Linked DNA regions of Danio rerio: region 2 is linked to region 1. A link is a contact called in public HiCAR-type data. All regions are on one chromosome and are shown on one strand. The core of a region is the stretch at or near the end of the contact, and the rest is flanking DNA. Distances in the headings are between cores, read along the strand shown. Region 1 holds the start of stambpl1 (STAM binding protein-like 1). Region 2 holds the start of ptenb (phosphatase and tensin homolog B).

The links. HiCAR-type assays count read pairs that join an accessible place to other places.
Region 2: a HiCAR-type map of caudal fin shows a contact between it and region 1, with 9 times the contacts expected there. The contact joins the promoter of ptenb here to the promoter of stambpl1 in region 1. A contact is called at or near these places in 3 of 18 Hi-C or Micro-C datasets (caudal fin, embryo and an unstated tissue) and 2 of 4 datasets of contacts at active chromatin or transcription factors (caudal fin and embryo).

Annotation. Positions count from the first base shown.
Region 1 is chr12:18,749,644-18,753,134 of GRCz12tu, reverse strand. It overlaps stambpl1 (STAM binding protein-like 1), which reads left to right and starts at 1,895. Exons shown (of 11, transcript XM_073918346.1): 1 at 1,895-2,014. It overlaps ankrd22 (ankyrin repeat domain 22), which reads right to left and starts at 1,834. Exons shown (of 6, transcript NM_200274.1): 1 at 1,683-1,834; 2 at 336-527; 3 at 13-120. The coding sequence starts at 1,703.
Region 2 is chr12:19,019,153-19,022,643 of GRCz12tu, reverse strand. ptenb (phosphatase and tensin homolog B) reads left to right here and starts at 1,512. Exons shown (of 10, transcript NM_001423688.1): 1 at 1,512-2,213. The coding sequence starts at 2,135. It overlaps LOC141376785 (a long non-coding RNA gene), which reads right to left and starts at 1,284. Exons shown (of 3, transcript XR_012387943.1): 1 at 1,008-1,284; 2 at 676-891.

The DNA.
Region 1 (3,491 bases), core at 646-3,145:
ACCACAACTTACCAATATAAGAAAACCAATGAGCAAAATAGGCATTAAAATGGCAATCATCAGGTAGTCCAAGAAGGAAAAGGTTCTTCTTGTAGCATAGTGCAAACAAGTCCTTTGTTTCTAAAGGAAGAGATACATATATTATATATACGCCACATATATCAAAAAACTACATGAAATAAACAATCATAGATAAAATGTACCACAGAGTGAGTCAGGCAACATGCATTTAAATGAATCATTGCACACTATACTCATTCATAACAATATGATGGCAGCATTATGGTAATCATGACTCAAGAGAACTGCGTTCACTCTCAACGCTTATGCAATACCTTATTCCTTATGGACACATTTGCATTGCTATCTAGCAGGTATTTTACAATCCTGAGGTTGCCCCGTCTACAGGCAGCTATGATCGGTGTGTCTCCCGTTCCTTCATCTTGAGCATTTATGTTCCTGGGATCAGCTGAGATGAGTTCTTTCAGTTTGTGGATGTCATCATCATAAGCTGCCTGACACATGGGCTATGGAAAGAAAGCAGCATGAAACAACATTACATTAAAGCATGTATAATAATTTCTTAAAGTACATTAAATTAGAGGGTGTGGTGGCGGAGCCGGTAGCACTTTCGCCTCGCAGCAAGAAGGCTGCTGGTTTGAGCCTCGGCTGGGTCAGTTGGCGTTTCTGTGTGGAGTTTGCATGTTCTCCCCGTGTTTGCGTGTGTTTCCTCCGGGTGCTCCGGTTTACCCCACAAGTCTGAACACATGTGGTATAGGTGAATTGGGTAGGCTAAATTGTCTATAGTGTATACGTGAATGAGTGTGTATGTTTCTCAGTGATGGATTGCGGCTGGAAGGGCATTCGCTGCGTAAAACATGTGCTGGATAAGTTGGGGGTTCATTCCACTGTGGCAACCCCGGATTAATAAAGGGACTAAGTCGAAAAGAAAGTGAATGAATAAAATTAGAGGGCACATAGGCTATATTCAGTTAATGCCAGAGGCATGTGATGTCAAACGAAAGATAACTTGAAAATATCAGACGTGATAAAGATCAAAACAGGTCTGGTGACTTCATAAACTTGACAGATTACTCAACACATAAAACACACCCTTTGCAAATACAAAATTAAAGTTAAAAATAATAAACGTTATGTGGATTACTTTGCCTATATAAACAGTGCAAATATCACATCTATAAACTGTGTTGTATTTTTCTGTTATCTGCAAGTAAACCAACACAAGCGTGTATCCGAATGAGATGAAGTCTCACTAATGAATCACTAATAAAAATGCTAAATCACTAATGAAAATTCTAACAACATTGCTAAAGTATAATAAAACGTAAAAATTGACATCTTTAAAAAAGAAAACAAAATAAGATATGACTCTTCTCTGAATTCTGATGATAAAAGTGTGAACGTTAAACTGTTTGTCGGAGATGACAGTTACTGCACAGTTACACGTAGCAGTAATAATTATGACTAAGTATATACTCAGTTTAATCCATTACGCTGACAAACTTCAAGTACGAAGAGGAAAACTCATTAAATCGTAAGAGATTGTCCTAATCTCTTGTCTTAATTTACATTTACACGACCAGAACATGTTACAATAACCAAGTCTTTTCCAGTCCAAAACAGGAAGATTAAGTTTCAAAACAAGCTGTAAGTCACGTTACCTCTGAGTACAAGATCCCCATTTGTCTTCCTCTGTCCCTGAAGCAAAACGAAACTTACAAATCCTTTATCTGAAGTTTGAAGATATAAAACTAACAGCCCTTCGCTAATTTGCTTTGTACCTGCTGCGAGCGGTACCAGTGATTCAGGTGATAAGGTTGAGGGCGTAACGATGACGCATAAGCTATAATGACGCAATCAGTTCAGTTCAGGTGTGTAGGGGACGGTGGATTCATCCGCTACGAGAGACGATAGACTCATTTCCCGTCGAACTCGAGAAATCCAGAATAAATTTACTGAGTCATCTTTAGCAGGAGAAGTAACATTTTTACATGTAAGAGTTTAAAACGGAGATACGCGTGAGTACTGATCTACATTATGTAGGCTAGAATAATTCTCGGCTTTTAGATTGGGACATCACAGGACAGCATCATTAGAGTCATTTGTCACAGAGAAATACAAAGCTTTGATTAATAAAAAAATATTTGGAAAATAAACAACCACCACAACAAAAAATGTTAAAAAGGTTAAAAAGATATGTCAAGTGAATATGCTTAAGTGCAACAGAGCAAAGACAAAAATATAGCTCTTTTGGGTGTCTATGTCCTTTTTTTCATCTGTAGTCAGTGGCCTATAATTCCATTTATTCACTCCACAGACACTACTCCTACATTTATTCACTTAAATAAAGGTACAAGAGCTGACACTGGGCGGTACATAAAATGTAGATTTTTTTAATTAAATTATCTATATTAATACCTCAAAGGTAATTTAAAATGGCAAGAGGTACACTTTTGCATTATTAGTTACTAACCAGTTAACTCTCATACTTTTCTCTCTAGTGTAGTAAGATAGCTAAGCATGATTTACAGCTAAATAATATTTCTTAAAACACTTTTTGGAGATTCAGCTAAAATAAATCTTAATTTGTGTTGTAAAGATAAATGAATGTCTCAGGGATATGGGGAAAAGATATGGGGCGAGTAATCAATAATCCAATTTGAATTATTGGTGGAAATGCGTTAACTTTTTCTTAACAAGATGACATTATTCTACAAATTATGAAAATAATGTCAAAAACAGAAAAACAACAATGATATATTAAACATGTCTTTGTAACAGAAAATCTAATTATTATTTGGTTTTATTTTTTTAAACTCAATTCTAAACAAACAATATTTGTATACAAAAGAGCACTTAAAACTTCCACTTTCTTTGGATTTTCTATTTGAGTTAACATTTGAGTTAATAAATAAAAAATAATAATAATAAATTTTAACTAGTACTTTTGTTAAACTGTAATTTGTACAATTTTATTTAACCTTTATTTAAACAGAAAGTACCCAAATACTGAAATCAATAATCTTTTTCTGAGAAGTGTCCTTGCACAAAAGGAGCAGCAAGACAAAGTTTACAGACTTTACAGGACAAACTACATTAGGAACAATTAAAGCAAATGCAAATCATATAATCACCCTCTATTTGCTCAGTAATTTTTCCAATCAAAAGGCACCAATTTTTGTATTTTCAATTTAGACTGAAGAAAATTCCAACCAGATGAAAATCCAGATGGACCAGCATATACATAACAGCCTTCTTTCCCATTTCAGTGTGAAAAAAAGGAGACAGAGAGAATATAACAATTCTGAGAATGTATACTAAGAAATACTAAATAAATACTTCAGAAATGTAGCATCTCTAAAATAAAAGTTTTACAGTAAGCAATCCTCAATGTTACTCTTAAAGGGATAATTCAATCAAAGCTGTACATTTGCTCACTATTTACTGACCCTCAAGTGGATCCAAACCTT
Region 2 (3,491 bases), core at 263-2,762, 270 kb before region 1:
TGGATAAAATACAAAAATGATAACAAAATAATAAAACTTGTTTATCTACTGCTAGTACCTACTACATTCAGTTGACACAGTGGATGCAGTTTACATTGTGACTGAACTTCTAGTTGACATTACTTTTAACGAGATATCAAAGTTATAAACACATTTTTTATTTATTTATTAAAAACAAGAAAGTTGATGCATTTAGATCTCCAAAGTAGGACCTGCTGTGCTGGCTAATGTTGGCCCATGGTAACCTTTGATTTGTCTCGCCAACCCATTTGAGAAGAAAGGGAGAATTGAGGAGGGTTCTGAGATTGTCATTTAAAATTAAATGTAACCCTTTGTTTGTTTGTTTATTTGTTTTATTGTTAAAGCCTAACTGAAATTGAATGTTTCAATTAAATGGTGTAAATTACTCAGATTTTGTTTAAATGTGCATACTGTCACCCGGCAATGCAGAGATTTTGGTGAGCAAATCAAATCAAAGGCAAATTGTGCTTGACTTCTGTATTCATATTCATTTAAGTTTTATTGCAATAATGTTTTCTTTTAAAAATGTATACTGCATTAGTTAATACAATTTAATGTAACATTTATTTTGTACACAAAGTAACAATTATTTGGAAATATTATGAAACAAATCACTCATGGCAACTTTAATGTAATGTAGTTTGGTATATTTACCATCGGCCACGGCTCTCAGTGATGTTTGGTTTTAGGCCCTTCTTACGAAAATGTTTAGGCACCACTGGTCTTGTAGCATACGAGCTTTATTCTAGAATATTCTGACAGATGGCGCTCTACAATAAGGATTTGCTGTCTGAAACGCAGCTAGAACTTTCCACCTCCGTTTCGTCCTTGGGGCAAAATCCACATCTGAGCAAACGTAACAGAACACGCCTATAACACAAATACATAATTAAATACAATTAGCATCACAGGTGGGCGCAATTAATTTCTATAATTTAATGTACAGGTATCTGGTAATATGATTGTGCCTCTGTGCAGTAACTTACTTTTCTGCTGGCGTAAGCATTTCAGTAATTTCCTGCAGGGTAGTCGAGGCACTGGTGAGAGGGGTACATAACTTACGTGCATTCTGATATTTTCTCCGTGTTCAGAAGTGGGACTAAAATAAACGTAGGTTGTACCTTTCAGTTATTGTGTGGCAAGCCAATTAGAGTTTGTTTCATAAAAGGAAACGACAATGTTGGAGCGGAACACCTACATAACTGACTTGAAATCTGATATAAAATATTGGAACTTGGCTCATTTCTGTAGACACGTGACCGTGGAACAAAACGTAGTCCGACTGTGTATTAGTGCGCTCGCAGTAACCCTAACATTAGATAGTTGATATATTACTTAATTTAACGCCATGTCAGCTCAACAAGAATGCTTTAAAATAAGTATATTTATATACTAGGATGCAAAAACATATTTGTTGTTGACATAAAATGAAATAGCCGTAGAACTATTTGCCAATGCGGATGAATATGTCGTCCGAACGTCATCTTTTTTCAATGGGAAGCCATGATGGAAGTTTGAGAGTGTAACAGGCAGTGGAGCAGTGGAGGATAAGGACAGAACCGGAGGTGTCTCTTACGCCACATTTAAATATCGAGTTTTTCATTTCTTGGTGGAGGCTGTCACATTTTGTTTCATGTGTTGGAACCTGGTCATCGCGGATTGTCGTAGAGTTTAATGGCTTTTATTTTCTAAGGATGTGTAGACGGGCTAGCGCGTTAGCCGTTGAGGCTAGACGGAGCGCGAGCTGAGTGCGAGCGGGGCTCTGACGACCGATCTTCAAGTGGAAGCACCGGAGAGGATTTTCTCTCCGCCTTTCCGCTCAATCACGGCGGCTTCGGTGCGACCAGAGACTTGTCGTGCACTAGAGATTCTGCAGTTCCAGACGTGGGAAGTTGCTTATCTTTTCACCCAGGGCTCGTCTGAGCCGAGGAGGGCATTTTGGAAGCCGGGCCTGTGGTGGTTTGGAGCGAGGCCCTTGATGAGTGAGCCACAGCAGACTCCATTCTAGCTAGCTGGGGGACTGCGAAACGAGCAGAGCATAAAGACGACCGACCGTCCGAAAGCAACAATACTCTCTCTCACACTAAAAACCCTAAAGACTCCTGTCACAGCCATGGCTGCGATCATAAAGGAATTTGTCAGTAGAAATAAAAGGAGATACCAAGAAGACGGGTTCGACTTGGACTTGACATGTATCCTCTTTGATCAATCAAATGTCCCTGTTCTGTCTATTGTGTTGAAACCAGTGTCGGCAATGAAGGTAACGGCTTGCATCTTGTTCCAAATCAAGAAATCTCTGACGTCCCGTCCGAATATAAAAAGCTATGAGCATTTATTTACATTTTTTGCTTTTCCCTTTTTATAGGAACTATTGACTGAGTCCCCGATTGTACATGATGTGATCTAGATCAGTTGGTTTCTGTTCCTGCATCAGCTCAACGCCGTTTAGATTAATGTCAGTTGTTAATTTATCCACGTTATCGAGCCGTCGTTTCATTTATACGGTTATTTTAGGCTTGTCTGCAAGTTACATGTGACGACTACAATATAAGCAACTCCAGTGAGGTCATAAAATGTCATTTTCCTCATTTTACGTAATCTGATCTATCGATTGACCGCTAATCTGCAATCTAACTCCCAAAATGTTTACATTTCAGATCAAGACAGTTTGGGGGTTAATAACAAAAGACGCGTCGCAGGTTTATATAATGCGATGGATTAGATGAAATGCACAAGCAGTGTCACACAAAGAGCATTGCATCAGCTGCTCGCAGAAAATAGATGCTTGCGCTCAACTTGTAGTTTTGATTGACCAAAAAAAAAAAAAAAAACAAGTCCGTTCACACGCAGGCGAACAAAAGGAAATGCTTTAGTATGTGAAATATGCCTTTTTGTAATCGCAGGAAGGGATTCGTGCAGTGCAGCGCTTTATATTAGAAGCGTCATTGACGTTTGTTCCCCCGTTTGTGCAATATGTCAACGTCATTTGACAATTTCAAGCACAGGTATTGTATGCATATACGTTATTTGGCTTGTGATCGTTGCTTTCAGGCAGTAGCTTTATATCCTGGTTGATGAAGTGTTAAAGCACGAGAGGTCTGGTTTTATTTCAGCAGGTTTCAGTGTTATTGAAGATCCTTTTGATGGAGCTTTACCGCCAAGTCTGATGTTTATCTACAGTCCATTGTCCTTTTATATAACTCTTAGCTGTTCTGTAATATAAACTCGCATATAAGATTAATTTATATATAAGAATAATATTTATATATAAGACATTAACAAAGACTAGAAGGATAGATAGAGGGCAGGATCAATACATTCAAGATGAGCAATAAATTCACTTTTCAATAGCATTAAGAGTATGCCATGCCTTTGCATGTTTTGATAATCGTTCAATTTTTAGCATATGCATACATTGAACAAGGTCTAGTGTATTACATGAGCCATCCTGTAAATGAATTGATCGCATG